Regions from separate parts of the Mus musculus genome. Here all the other regions are linked to region 5. Evidence: chromatin contacts called from public HiChIP or PLAC-seq and promoter capture Hi-C data. All regions are on one chromosome and are shown on one strand. Each heading gives the region's core, a stretch centred on a gene start, on an enhancer-like site or on the middle of the called end of the contact. The rest is flanking DNA. Distances are from core to core; before and after follow the strand shown. Region 1 overlaps Wdr76 (WD repeat domain 76). Region 2 holds the start of Mfap1b (microfibrillar-associated protein 1B). Region 3 holds the start of Ell3 (elongation factor RNA polymerase II-like 3). Region 4 overlaps Frmd5 (FERM domain containing 5). Region 5 holds the start of Frmd5 (FERM domain containing 5).

Region 1 (2,700 bases), core at 149-2,648, 290 kb before region 5:
CTGGATTACAATCCCTCTACACCTTTACCTGTTGATTCATCTTGTAAACCTTTTAATTTAGTCTAAATTTACTTTATATTTAATATTATCTTTAACATTTCTTCATGTTGTTCTTCAAAACAGGGTCTCCCTGTGTAGCCCTGGTTGTCCTGCTTGTCTACTCTGTAGACCACACTAGCCTTGAACTCACAGAGATCTCTGTGCCTCTTCATGCCTAATGGTAGGATTAAGATGCTGACCACCATAGCCCACCTTCTATAATATCTTACAGCACTGATGCTATTGGTCTGAAACTGTACATTGAGAACTGTTGGATTAGATTATGTCTTAAGCCAAGACTGTTGGCTGTATGAGCTGATTTTTGTTTGCATATAATAAATAGAAATTACAACTGTATAGATGTTTAAGTGGTGTTATCCCTAAAATAATATATATATATATATATATATATATATATATATATAAACATTGCAGCATTTATTTATCTTTCTGTGGTGCTAGGGCCTCACACATGCTAGAGAAGCACTGTTCTAAGGAGACAGATTTCCAGCCACCTTTTCATGTTCTATTTTGAAACAGGGTCTTACTTTGTTGGCTAGGTTGGCCATGGGACTTTTGATCCTTTTGTGTCATCCTCATTATCTGGGATTGTAGCCCTGTACTCCGGGGTCTGGCTAAGATAACTTAATCAGATGGTTCATTAGTTTGTTCTCTTTACATCATCATTACTGTTTTTTATTGTGGTGCTTGGTATGATTTCACAGACGCATAGGCTGGCCTAGAACTCATCTGTCGGCCCAGGCTCTTGGCAGTTCTCCTGCTTCAGCTTCCAAGTGCTTGGAATTACAGAAATACCAAACCTGACATTCCCGCTTTTCATTATTTTGTAGAATCACCTAGAAATGTATTTTAATAAGTTATAAAGTAAATCCCCCTCTTGTTTCAAGAGCCCCAGTGTGTTCCTGAGATGGTGTCAGGCCTTGGGTGTGCTGTTGGAGGTTGTCTTTCTTGCAATTCATTTTTTGTTCATCTGAGATTTCAGTTTGTAGCTCTTCTATAAGAAGGTGTCTTAGACGAACAGCAAAATATTTTGTGAGAACCTGGGGGTAGTAGCATATAGTTGTAACCACAACATTACAGGGGTGTGACACAGGAGGAATGAGAAGCTAGCCTGGGATAAAGACAGAGTTTTCTTCTTATACTGCCTCCTCCAAGGGATGGTATTTTGTGAGAACCAGGCATAGAAACTTATTTTAAAATGTCTTCTCATTTATATGTGTGAGGATCCCAGAAGAGGGCGTGGAATCTCCTGGAGTTGGAGTTACCAGCAGCTATGAGATAGTCCCAGCTGGCCTTGTTAGTTATGTAGATAGTCACAGCCCCTCTGCAGCCACTCCTTGTCACTTGCGGAATGAAACCTTGTCCTAAGTGCAGGAAGCTGTCTGGACCAGCTAGAGTCTAGGTAGACTAGTGAGAAGGCTTCTCTAGTTGAAGGCTGTTGGCCTTCTTCTGGGGCAGTCTCTCAGCTAGTCTCTAACTTAAGCTGACTTGTGCCATTGCGACTCTCCATGTGGTTTTCAGTGCCTGCTTCCCAGGTCTGTGCTGCCACAGCCTCCCGCATCTGAGTCCACCAAGCTCTTCTGCTCTAGCTCTGGTCGCTTTGTTATTCAAAAAGATATTTTCCTTACTTTACTTGTTGGCTTTGGGAGCTGCTTTGGAGAAGGTCACCTTCCTCTTGGCAGGTCACCTTCCCCAAGGCAGCTTGCCCTTCTTTTACAGGCAATTGAGGAAGTGATATTTACACATCCTTCTAGTCTGGTGCTTCTGACCCTAAGTAACAATTGAAAACCCAAGCTATTGTGCACTAATGTTTGCATGGTCCCTCCCTCTTTCTTTCTTTTCTCTCTCTCTCCCTCTCTCCCTCTCTCTTGTTTTGTTTTTGTTGTTGTTTTTTTTTTTCCCCCAGACAGGGTTTCTCTGTGTAACAGAGCCCTGGTTTTCCTGGACTTGCTTTGTAGACCAGGCTGGCCTTGAACCTCCAAATGCTGGAATTCATGGTGTGCACCAACACATCCAGCAAGGACACAATATTACATAGCTAGAAAATACAATATTCATGGGTCATAACAACAGCTGGGTAAAGGTCTTTCCTGTGTGGGGTTAGCAGGTGAACACCTCTTCGTCCGTGCTCTGGACAGAGGTTCTCCACTGTGAACTGTGAGTAGATATTGGCGATGCTTCTTCTAGGGCCCGACTTTTAGCATCAATGGTATATAAAGAATTTCTAACGACTTTTTTTTTAAAAATAATTTTTAAAATTTGGGACAGGGTCTCCTACCACTTGGCTGTCTTGAATTTCTTAAAAGTTCTTTACTTTTATTCCATACTAATTTATTTTCTTTTAGCTTTATTTGGCGTATATGGGTGTAAGTGTTCTGCCTGCATGTATGAATGTGCACCGCTTGCATGCTTGGTGCTTGTGGAGGTCAGAAGAGGGTTCTCAGGGCCTAGTGAATCATTTTACACATGGCTGAGAGCCACTGAGAACTGAACTCAGGTCCTCTGCATTAGCCGCAAGTGCTCTTAGCCAGTGAGTCATCTCTGTAGCTCCATTTTATAATCTTTGTGTGAGTGGATGCATGTAGGGGTGGCCTGAGTGCCCTTAGACTAGAGGACTTCTGATTTCCTGGAACTGAGTTA
Region 2 (2,700 bases), core at 192-2,691, 330 kb before region 5:
TACAACTTTCTTGAGACAGGTTCTTTCACTGAACCTGTTGCTTGCTGTTTCAGCTATTATTAGCCCAGCCATCAAGCCTAAAGTTCCTAACTCGTCTCTTCTCCCCACAAGGTGTCTATGTGGATGCTCGGGGTCTGACCTCAGGCACAGTAAGGGCAGCTCTCTTCCTAGCTTCTCTCTCTGCGGTGCTGTGGCAGCCTTTACGACCTAACTTAACGTTCTGACTAGCCAGCTTCTACCTTTTCCTCCAGCTCTTGTGCTGAATCGGGAGATCTCTTCTATAACACAAACAGGGTGGAGCTCAAGAGGTGGCTCAGCAGCTAAGAGGCTCTGCTGCTCATACAGAGGTCCTGGATCAATTTTCCAGCATCTGCATGGCAGTCTGTTACAGTCTGATACTCCAGGCCCTCCTCTGGCCTCTGTGGGTACTGCACCCACATGGTGCATATCCATGCATGGAAGCAAAGCATTCATACACTTAAAAATAAACAAACAAAACAATTACAGTGAAAAGAAACACACAACATAGGCCTCTAGCTCACTTTCTTCTTTTTTTTTTTAAAGATTTTATTTATTTATTATATGTAAGTACACTGTAGCCGTCTTCAGACACTCCAGAAGAGGGCATTAGATTTCGTTATGGATGGTTGTGAGCCACCATGTGGTTGCTGGAATTTGAACTCAGGACCTTGGGAAGAGCAGTCGGTGCTCTTAACCACTGAGCCATCTCGCCAGCCCCACTTTCTTCTTATATTTTGATTTTTGTTACTGTTCTGCCTGTGAGCCTGGCCTTTAACGGTTGAGCCATCTATGCAGCATTATTATTATCATCATTTGTAAGGATGCTATGTGTGGATATGTGCACAAGCGTAGGTACTGGCAGAAGCCAGAGGTGTCAGATCTCCCTAGACTTGGGGTCCCAGGTTGTTGTTGAGTCACCTGAAGTGACTGCTGGCAATTGAACTTGCGCCCTGTGGTACAGCAGTACGTCCTCTCAACCGCTGATCTGCCTCTCCAGCCTCCTTTACTTCATATTTCGAGAGAGATCTCCTCACTAAATCGATCAGGTAGATGCAAGTGGATCCCGCTATCCCCTTTCTCTACGCCACCTGTGACTTTAGGCGGGACGCAGGAAGAAACTGCAGCTAGGTTTTAAGGGCCAGCCGAGCTGGCATGGTCGGCGTAAGGCAGGTTTGAGAGATACTCAGGATGAAAGAGTTCAGAGCCAACCGGAGGGGAGGGGAGCCCGTACCTTTCTCGTTTCGAACTGGGACGGCCCCAGCCGTAGACTGGATGGGCGGCTGCTTCATGAGTGCGCTTGGGACCGACATGGTGACGGCTGCCGCGGAGACTCTCCAAAACGGACTCAATCCCAACAACGAAGAGCAAGGAGCAGAACGCCGCGTCCCACAGGCTGTGCTGGACACAGCTGCGCAACTGACAGAAACAACTTCCGGCAGAGGTAGAGGAACCGGAAGTACATAACAGAGGATTGTGGGTAATTGGAGGGCGGCTGAGCGCTGATCGCTTAAAGGGCTAGCTTGAAATTTGTGCGCTTTCCTAAGGCAATTTTCTCGTCTTCAACCGCTCAAGAACTGGAAGGTCCTCCTGTCTGACAGTTGTTTCTTTTGGTTTTGGTAAGGTCCAGGAAGGTTCGGATTAAAGATTTTATTTATTACATTTTAGGAGAGACTGTTGGTGCATACTGTTTAAAGCTAGAAGTGTGGCCGAAAATGATGGTGCACCCCTTTAATCCCAGTAAGAAGCAGAGGCAGGCGGATTTCTGAGTTCGAGGACAGCCTGGTTTACAGAGTGAGTTTCAGGACAGCCAGGGCTACGCAGAGAAACCCTGTTTTGAAAAAACAAAAAAGAAAAAACAAATAAAAAATAAAAAGCTAGAAGTGTAAAGTGTTTCATCCGGATACGTGGGTCACGTCTGTAATCCCAGCATTTGGGAAGGTGAAAGAGGATTGCCGTGTTTTGTAGGCCAGCTTAGGCAACAAGAGAAGACTCTTCAAAAGAAAAAAAAAAAAAAAAAAAGGAGAATCCCTTAGGGGCCAATTGTTGATTTGGACACACATGCCCTTATTCTAGCACTGGAAAGACCGTGGCAGGTGGATTTCTGTAATTGAGGCTAGTCGGTCTACACAGTAAAAATTCTGGGAGGGAGTACAATATTATATAGGACTTTGAAGGTTCTGTTAATATAATTATCAAATTTTTTCACCTGTGTCCTTGCTTGGTGAAGACAGGAAATTGACAAACTTTAGTGAGGATTTTCAATGAGTCAAACAAGGACGAAGCTTACAAGCAGAAAAGCTTTAGAAGGCCAGAGTAGACAAAAATATTTTTGTTGTTGTTGTTATTATTAAAAATGTTTATTGGATTATAACCACATTACCCTCCCATCTAAATTAAGGGGGGGAGCCCCAAAGATATACATAAAAATAAGAAGTTCAAGTTAGAACCCCTCAGAGTTTGTAAACAACTATGCACTAAATGTTAACCTGAGAGAAACAGAAGTGTCTACCTTTAGCAAATTCTGCCGAGTGTGATGGCTCACACCTTTAATCCCAGCACCGGGGAGGCAGAGACAGGCAGATTTCTGAGTTCGAGGCCAGCCTGGTCTACAAAGTGAGAAACCCTTTACAGAGAAACCCTGTCTCGAAAAAACAAAACAAACAAACAAACAAAAACAAA
Region 3 (2,700 bases), core at 17-2,516, 360 kb before region 5:
CAGACACCTGTCAGGGGAAGTTATAGGAAAACTTGGCTCCCTGGACCTGGGTGTCCCACCTTATGATGACTACCTGCTGTTTCTAGTCTCACCTCATCTGGTGCCAGCTGGGGATGGCCTTCAGGTTCGTCTCCAGTGTCCTGCCAGCTCTCAGACTCTCTGGTACCTTCAGTCAGGTGTTCCTGAGCTAACAGTGGAGCTGGGATAGTATCCATGGCTGCCCAAATAGTGAGTCGCTCTCTAAGGGAGCCCAGGCAGTGGAGACAGTTCGGCCCAGATCTTGAAAGAAGAGTGGGAAAGACAATAGAAAAATGAGTTGGAGATCTTCTGAACACTTCTTCCCATTTCCTGCAAACTTCTCTTACCTTGTCCTTACCTGCCTAAGCGTTGGTACACAAGGTCCAAGCCACCATTAGTGCCCTCTTGGCCACACTGGGATACTATGAAGGAGAAAAGGCAGGACCATCCCGGGCCTGGAAACCTTAGGTACTGGGGTAGGGAATGGTAAACCCAGTTAAGCCGGCCCCTCTTCCTCCTGTCCATGCCACTCCTCCCCAAACAATTCTAAGACTGAAGACAAATCCCCAAGGGGCTCGTTAGCACACCAGGTGCAGCTGGTTCAGAGTTCCCCCAAGAGGCTGAGACTGCACAGTCTCCTGGGACCACAGCCCCACATCTTCATAGGGTTTAGTTCTCATAACTTGCTCAGACTGTGACCTCTGGCAAGCTCCGGCCCAGAGCTCACCTTCCTGGAGCCCACGCTTACGCTCTCTCACCCCCAACCTCCCTCGCACATCCGGCCAGCACTTACCCCTCGGTGGCCTTGGAAAGCGATCACTGGCCGTACCTGCAGGAAGAGCCCAAACACCAGCTGAACACAAAGGAAGCAAAGTCCCCAGGATCGAGGAGGCTGGGGACACCTGCCTGGCCGGCTTCACTTGGAGGCGGGGGGACTGGAATCTGAAAACCCGCACAACCCCAAGTCCCTTCTCCAGCATAGCCTTGGGAGGCCAAGGTCTGGTTGGCCGGGAAGGGAAGAAGGGGCCGGGGGCCAGTCTCACCTGTTGCTGCTGACACTCTTGCAATGCCCGCAGCGCCGCCTCGTTGAGCCTTAGCATCAGGAGGCTGGTCCGAGCAGCGGGGGTGAAGAGGAGCCGCATTTTCCCACTCAGAGCTTCCTGGGTCCCCTCCATGGTGCCAAAGTCGCGCACATGCAGAACCGGGACCACAGGTGAGGGCCACCTCTGCTGTGCAAGCCTAGGCTGGCACTCCCGCCCTCCGGGTCTGTCCCGCCCTCCACCATGACCCCACCCCCGGCACCGCCCCAAAGTTTCCCTGGCCTTGTGGGCGGTACCTCACTCACCTCAGCTGCTGGCCAGAACCCAAGCGGTTTCTTCTTGATTTGGCTTGGGCAGTATTGGACACTATGAGGAGCATTCCAGGTCTAATGAGAAAGGATCTGCTTCGAGGGTCTGACCTGTCACCCAGGATGTCTTGTTCTGCCTCAGTTTTCCCAGTTTCCCCATTCTGGATTCAAAATCGTTGTCTTTAAGTAAAAGCTGAACCTGAAACCACTTGAGGGTTTCAGTCTCACAGGGGAGGGAATCGAGACTGGTTGATAGTCGGATTGAGTCATTTATGCCTCCGAGGCCCCGAAGTACCTAAGGGACCAGAGGATGGCAGACCCCAAGAGGGACCAGTGCAATCCTTTTTCTTTTTCCGCCCGAGTTGCTGCGTCTGCTGAGGCGGATCCCAATTTGGTTTCTAAAAGGGACTTGATGAGGCTGTAAGGCCAGGTGGGTGGGTGCCTCGCAGATTTGGAAGTCTGGCTATCTGGGACTGGAGCCAAGCCTATCGGTGGATGGGGGTGTGGGGCGGGCGTAGTTGTGGCAATAAATAAATAAATAAAATAATAAATCAGAGAGCAGAAAGCCGTAACTCACTCCCAGGTGTTACTATGTAGCCTAATAAACATAAGAGAAAGTGGCGAAACCACAGCTGGCTCCTTTAAAGGCACTCTCCCCTCCTCTTTGAGTCTTTTGTTTTTTCTTTTAGACAGGGTTTCATTCACTATGTAGATCACTCTTGCTGAACTCACTAGCAATTCTCCTGCCTATATTTCCCAAATGCTAGGATTACATGTGTTAGCCTCTACTCTTGACTAAAAGGTGCCTGCAAGTTTCCCAGCAGGGCTACAGATCCTATGGTTTTGAGACCCCCACCCCCACCCCACCCCACCCCACCCCCGACAAATCTCAGGCCAGTGTTTCCTGTCTTTATTTATTTGTGTTTGGTTATGTCTCTCAGACTCTCTTATCTCCTTTTTTCCTAACTGGGATCGAATAACTGGGATATATATTTTATATTAGTGTGTGTGTGTGTGTGTGTGTGTGTGTGTGTGTGTGTGTGTAATTCCAAGTGATTTTAATGCTGTTCATCTCAAAACAAATAATTTGTCTAAACCCATTGAACAATGCACTCAGAACATGTACAATATGTGTATAAGAACAATACACTCCTATATGCAGGGAAATATTCGCAGTAATGCTGATTTTTGTTTGTTTGTTTGTTGTTGTTGTTTTTCGAGACAGGGTTTCTCTGTATAGCCCTGGCTGTCCTGGAACTCACTTTGTAGACCAGGCTGGCCTTGAACTCAGAAATCCGCCTGCCTCTGCCTCCCGAGTGCTGGGATTAAAGGCA
Region 4 (2,700 bases), core at 18-2,517, 260 kb before region 5:
AAAATAGAGCTTGAAATAGTCTTTTTTGGGGGGAGGGGCATACTGTAACAAGACAAGCACAGCTCCCTGCGGCTCTGCAGGCTCTCGTGTGACTCAGCACAGGTCTCTGGTAACTGTGCTGTGGGACATCTCTGACCGCACACTCTGGCACCACTTTGACACCCCAGAAGCACTAAAAGTCTTGAGGTTCTTCAGAAAGAAAAGCAAAACATTAAATACAACTCAGGTGTTCACTAGGCTCTAGTCTAAGGGGACAGACTTACCCCACCCCTTCCACTGCTGCTGCTGTAGCTGTGGTCCCTTCAGATGCACTCTCTGCTCAGATTTGAAAAAACAAAAACAAACAAAAGGGAAAGAAAATCCAACTCAGACTATCGTAAGAAGCAACTTTCTATTTAATCATTCTACGCCGTTTACTTTGTGAAACCTTCCTGTCTGGCGAGGAAGCCATTCCTGCCTGCCCACAGCCCCGGCCTGCCCTGCTGGGTCTCCCGGAACCCACTGGCACCAGTGAGAAAATTGCAGGGTACAGAGGACAACAGTCTGAGTCTTCAGCTAGTGTCCCATCTACTGGGTGACACTACTGCAATCATCAGTCTAGTAAAATAAGTGACTTTTATTTGGATACTTTCAAAATAATACACATCTATGAAAAACTAAAAGTTCAAACCCCCAAATTATTCTGCATATTGAAGGATGAGAAACATTTGAGTTGCTGAGCCTTTCTCGGAAGAGCCTCTGAAGAAACTGAATGTTCCCGGTTTACAGAGCATTAGCCTATATCCCTTTCTTCTGCTGGGAAAGAACCCTGCTAGGCTCAGTGGACTTTGAGTCATGAGAGGACTTGGTGTGTGTGCCGATGGTTCCGCGATGGGTCCCATTGCTGGGAATGGGTAGCCGGGTTCCTTGGTCCACCCGGCTAGTTATTGGGAGGAGTCATGCCTTCTCAGGTGTCAATGAGCAGGCTCACCACTGAGCGGATTTTGCAGGCAAACCATCGCCTGAGGGGACAAAAGTATTGATAGTGGAATTGTTCAAACTCGGGGGTCTGGCGGATATCTCGGAAAAAAGCAACGTCAAGGTCAGACTCAGTAAGGATGATCAGGAGGAGGAGCAAAACAAAGAGGAGTCCCATGGTCACAAGGAGCAAACGGAGAACACTTAAAACAAACTTATTCACCTGTTCTTGCTCTGACCCGCCGTGCCCCTGACACAGGGCCCTCAGCTCTCCTCCCAGGGCCTCCGCCTCTGTCGCAGTCGGGGTGCTGGCCTCCGACTCCTTCTCCTCCTCAATGCTGCACGTGGCCCCGTTGATCTGCCGGGAGAGCAGCATCAGCTCCAGGCTGTGCTCGGCTACAGGGGTGGGCAGCACACTGTCTGCGGGGCTGTAGGCCTCATCCGCTATCACAGCGACACGTTCATTGCTGTCTGCCCGGCTGCTTCTCACGTGAGGCAGGAAGGTGTCCCCATGGGAAGAGGACCGCACTGGGGTGGAATGGGCACTGTCTCGTAGCGACTCAAGGCCTGGAAAGGCGAAAAGCACAGGAATTAGCTTTCCGGGTCACAACATTCTTTCCTATCCAGTGGCGTCAGCTCAGGTCCTTAGGTGGCTGCTTATGCTCCACGGTACAGCAGCAGTAGCTGTGGACTCCATATGCAGACATCAAGAACAGGGCAAAAGAAGTACCCAGTGGACATTTTAAAAAAATGTTTAAAGTTTTCATTTGTGTCTTTCAACAACTCCATAAAGTGGAGGGGGTGAATAGTTAGAAGTCATGTGGCTCAAGGCAGAACTGCGGATGGAATCCAAGCCTGTGACTCACAGTGGGGGTCTATGGGATGCAGGGCACATAAGTAAGTCTGCAGCCTGCACCTGCCTTGGGACTCAGGCACCCAAGGAACTTGGGATTAAGAGCCGTTGCCCCAGAACTCTGGATGCTTTGGCTTCTCTGTATTTCCTGATGCGGCCGCTGGCACGCATGACAGAAATACTTTCTGCGTCACTGATGAAACAGAACTCTTTAAGCCCTGTCTGTGGCCTGATCCTGGCACATGACACCCTCTAAAAGGCCTGTCCCCTCACATGGACATCTATGACAGCCAGATCTCCCAAGTATGACCAGCTTTGGTGCCAGCAGCCACTTCAGTACAAAATATCTTGGCTTGTGATTAATCCCTAAGCTGGCTGAGGAAGGAGAGTGAGGCTGACATCAGGACATCGAGTCAGAAGCTATGGCACCTACTAAGCTGTCCGTGAGCTCAGCAGACAGGAGGATGGGCAGACAGGCATTTCTAGTAGAATGCCTGACCACCACAGTTGTTCACCAAGCATGTTAATGTTCTGTCCTCTCAACAGAAGACTGCTTTAAGGTCATTCAATATCAGGCCAGTCCTGAACAAGAAAATGTAGCCAGCACCCCTCCCCATTTCTCCACCCTCTCCCTTTTCCCTCCCTCCCTCCATCTCAAAACCTTTTTATGGATCCATTTTTATCTCTTGTTGTATATGAAATGTATCTCATTCAAAATGTTATGTATCCTTAAATTATCCAGAAATATCACCATAAACCTTTAGTATTGATTATGGAGTAACATCCCACTTTAAACGGTTTGTCTTGTATTTTAAATCAAATACATGGCTTTTGGGGTTTTTTTTGTAAGTTATCATTTAGAAGATTAGGTTCCATTATGGCAATTCTGA
Region 5 (2,700 bases), core at 79-2,578:
AGCCTCCTCCAGGTTCTTGCAGGAAAGGAAAGGGATCAGGTGAGACCCTTCTGGGTCCAACTCAAATTTTCTTCTCCACAAAGAGCAGTTTTTGGCGGTGAGCGCAGGGTCCTCTGGTTGAAGAACTAAATCTGTGAGCATGGTCAGTGTTTTCAACCTCTGACTTTACAAAGGACAGACTGCATTCCTGGGGAAAACCATATTAGACTCCTGACGCGCCACACAGCAGTAGTGAAGGAACACAAGCAAGGGGTTGTAAAAACCAGGTTCTGAAAGAAATGCTGTGTGGCATTATTGCATTGTTGGCTTTTCCCTAAGTCCCCGACTCCTTCCAGCCACTGCTAACCTCCAAATCTCTGTGACTTGTTGCTAAATCTTTGCCTCACGCCCCCCACCCCCAGAAATAACCAACACGCTGAGATTTGGGGGTCAAAAGACAAGGAAGGGAGCTAGAGCCTCAAAGCACAGAGGGCTGGGCGCCTTCAATAGGCCACTCTGCATGGGCTGCGCGTTCCGTCTGACTCACAAACGCTCAGGAGAAATTATGACATAAACCTTTATCCTTCCAACCAGGGAGATAAAGGCTGGCTGGCGGGCCTGGCGGGGCCGGGGGAGCCTCAGCCCGCACCCCTCGACGGGGCGGCCCGGGCAGGCGTCTCCCGCCCTACACGCCTAGCTCAGGATGCCCGCCCAAGGTGCTGCCTATCCGCTGGCTGAAGAAGCCGAGACCCGGGGTCCCCCGCCCGAGAAGGCGCAGAGCAGGAGTTGCAGGTGCGGGACGCGACTCACCCCGCAGGGGCGCGCGGCGCGTGGTACCAGTGCCCGGCTGAGCTCGGGCTGGGATGCCGCGCGCCGGGCGGTGCGGCTGCGGGGCGGACAAAGCGCCGCGCCGGGGTTAGAGCTGGAGCGACCCCGGGCGGCGGACCCCGCCAACTTGGCCGAGTCTGGGGAGCCGGATCCCGCGAGCCGGCGGGCGGGCGGGCGGGCGGCGCGGCGCTGACCTGGATGGTGCAGGTGTACTCGCTGTCGTCCAGCAGCCGCACGGTGCAGCTGTACTCGCGCTCCAGACTCCTGCTGCTGCCGCTCATCAACCTGCTCAGCATCTTCCCGCCCGCTCGCCCGTCCTCGGGAGCGACGCGGCGGCGCTGCGGACTCCGGACCCGTCGCCCCTCAGCGCGGCAGCTCCGCGCCGGCCCTTAGCACCTGCACCATCACCCTGACCGGATCGCCACCGCTGCTTCCTCCCGCCCCACTCTTCTTCCTTCTACAGAGCCACCACCGCCTCCCCCAAACCCCAAGCAAGCTGGGTTCTCTCCCGGGCGCCCCACTGCCCGTGCCCAGCTCATGGGGCGGGGCCTAGGTAGGGGGCCAATGGAGGTCAGCGCGGCGGAACCGATTAGCAGGAGGAAGATCCAATCAGAATAAGGAATGGGGATGATGAGCGGGCGGAGGAAGCAATCATCGCAAAACAGCAGTAGTGAGCCCAGTCGGGCCAGCCCCCTAGCGCCCCAAGCCCTGGCTCGCTCCCTTCGCGGGCGGTGGTTGGTATGGATGCTGTTTGTCCTGGACCGGGCCATGTGTGGACACTTCACGAGATCGGTGTCTACAACCTGGAATAACATTTGAGCTGTTTCAGGAGTCAAGACTTGCACCCTGCAACACCCGGTTCTTGCTCTCTTGGAAGCCAAAGCGAGGAGGCGGCACCTGCAGAAAACAGTCACCCACATTCCCGACCTGGCGGCTCTCCCCACCTGTGCGCTGCCCTAAGTCAGCTCCATGGGCCCCTGTGCCTCGAGCACCCTTATTTTAGTGAACATCTGTTTTACAATAGCTATTTACTCTGGTGCAACCACAGAAGCTTGTAAGCGCCCGCGTTTAGCGCTTAGAAAACCCTACGCTCTAACCCTTCTTTTATTTTCAGAAGACAAAAGAAGGCTGAGGTGTGCTCCTTAGCTGGGCAGGGAACAGGAACTGGTGGACCTTTCCTTGTACTTTTAGAAAGAATTATTACATCTTCAGACGTCTGCAACAAAGCACAATGGTCAGGAGCTGTATTGCACAAAGAACCGGGGGGGGGGGGGAAATGCCTCCTTTCCTTTGTGTCCTCCCCATCGGCAGACTTAAAAGTTCCTTTCCACAACTTCGCTAAGAGACAGCCACCTTCAAAGATTTTATTATTAATAATACCAATGTGTGCCTGTGCATGGAATATGAACACTTAGGTACCACGTACGAGTGTGAAGGTCAGAGGACAACTTTGTGGAATCAGTTCCATCCTCCCACCTTTATGTGGTTTCAGTGATTAAACGGATGGCCAGACTTGCCTGACAAGCTATCCCACTGGCTCTCTCTACCTTCAAAGATTTCACTGAAAGGAAATGTTAAATAGGAGTTAGGTTGGAATAGGGGTGTAACCCAGTGGTAGAGCTCTTTCCTAGCAGGTGACAAGATCCAACATTGAAACAATGTCAATCCAAAACATTAGTACTGTGAGAAATATATTCGTTTAAAATAATGAATTATTAATTTCTCATTACATGTATGCTCTTACTATATCAGCATAACACATAACTATTAAAACCCCCTATAGTAGACTAGAAAGAATTCTAACCGTTTTGGGGGGGGCCAGGGGGGCTCAAGACAGGAGCTCACTGTGTAGCTCTGGCTGTACTCAAACTCACTATGTAGAGCAGGCTGGCC

Evidence for each region. Promoter capture Hi-C pulls out the DNA fragments that hold promoters and counts their contacts. HiChIP or PLAC-seq counts read pairs in DNA pulled down with a chosen protein or histone mark.
Region 1: an H3K27ac HiChIP or PLAC-seq map of embryonic stem cells shows a contact between it and region 5, with 12 read pairs. The contact joins the enhancer-like site here to the promoter of Frmd5 in region 5. A contact is called at or near these places in 1 of 39 promoter capture datasets (neural stem cells) and 8 of 115 datasets of contacts at active chromatin or transcription factors (embryonic forebrain, embryonic stem cells, fetal liver and 3 more).
Region 2: a contact with region 5 is called in a promoter capture Hi-C map of hippocampal neurons, with 4 times the contacts expected there. The contact joins the promoter of Mfap1b here to the promoter of Frmd5 in region 5. A contact is called at or near these places in 1 of 39 promoter capture datasets (hippocampal neurons) and 2 of 115 datasets of contacts at active chromatin or transcription factors (embryonic stem cells and stem cell-derived neural progenitor cells).
Region 3: a contact with region 5 is called in an H3K4me3 HiChIP or PLAC-seq map of embryonic stem cells, with 14 read pairs. The contact joins the promoter of Ell3 here to the promoter of Frmd5 in region 5. A contact is called at or near these places in 1 of 39 promoter capture datasets (neural stem cells), 1 of 15 datasets of contacts at CTCF or cohesin (the NIH/3T3 cell line), 1 of 484 Hi-C or Micro-C datasets (embryonic stem cells), 1 of 115 datasets of contacts at active chromatin or transcription factors (embryonic stem cells) and 1 of 9 other capture datasets (adipose tissue).
Region 4: an H3K4me3 HiChIP or PLAC-seq map of embryonic stem cells shows a contact between it and region 5, with 25 read pairs. The contact joins the enhancer-like site here to the promoter of Frmd5 in region 5. A contact is called at or near these places in 10 of 39 promoter capture datasets (the 3T3-L1 cell line, the HPC-7 cell line, cranial neural crest and 6 more), 1 of 15 datasets of contacts at CTCF or cohesin (the NIH/3T3 cell line), 11 of 484 Hi-C or Micro-C datasets (embryonic fibroblasts, embryonic stem cells and nephron progenitors), 20 of 115 datasets of contacts at active chromatin or transcription factors (SST interneurons, bone marrow-derived macrophages, craniofacial prominence and 13 more) and 4 of 9 other capture datasets (adipose tissue, embryonic stem cells, liver and 1 more).

What each region holds. Positions count from the first base shown.
Region 1 is chr2:121,511,798-121,514,497 of GRCm38.p6, forward strand. The region is part of intron 2 of Wdr76 (WD repeat domain 76); the gene reads left to right. Among named protein-coding and RNA genes, the nearest start is that of Wdr76, 6.4 kb to the left of the region's middle. Within about 2 kb of position 1,399, at least 14 of the 459 cell types and tissues checked have an H3K27ac peak or open chromatin away from gene starts, as enhancers often do. A contact at or near this core is called in embryonic stem cells, where this site is marked.
Region 2 is chr2:121,472,582-121,475,281 of GRCm38.p6, forward strand. It overlaps Mfap1b (microfibrillar-associated protein 1B), which reads right to left and starts at 1,442. Exons shown (of 7, transcript NM_001081975.3): 1 at 1,253-1,442. The coding sequence starts at 1,331. It also overlaps the pseudogene Gm14018.
Region 3 is chr2:121,441,335-121,444,034 of GRCm38.p6, forward strand. It overlaps Ell3 (elongation factor RNA polymerase II-like 3), which reads right to left and starts at 1,267. Exons shown (of 11, transcript NM_145973.2): 1 at 1,062-1,267; 2 at 812-847; 3 at 377-489; 4 at 93-279; 5 at 1-7. The coding sequence starts at 1,193.
Region 4 is chr2:121,547,709-121,550,408 of GRCm38.p6, forward strand. Frmd5 (FERM domain containing 5) reads right to left here. Exons shown (of 14, transcript NM_001360084.1): 14 at 1-1,524. The coding sequence ends at 947. Among named protein-coding and RNA genes, the nearest start is that of Wdr76, 42 kb to the left of the region's middle. Within about 2 kb of position 1,268, at least 13 of the 459 cell types and tissues checked have an H3K27ac peak or open chromatin away from gene starts, as enhancers often do. A contact at or near this core is called in differentiating embryonic stem cells and embryonic stem cells, where this site is marked.
Region 5 is chr2:121,805,729-121,808,428 of GRCm38.p6, forward strand. Frmd5 (FERM domain containing 5) reads right to left here and starts at 1,329. Exons shown (of 14, transcript NM_001360084.1): 1 at 1,002-1,329. The coding sequence starts at 1,103.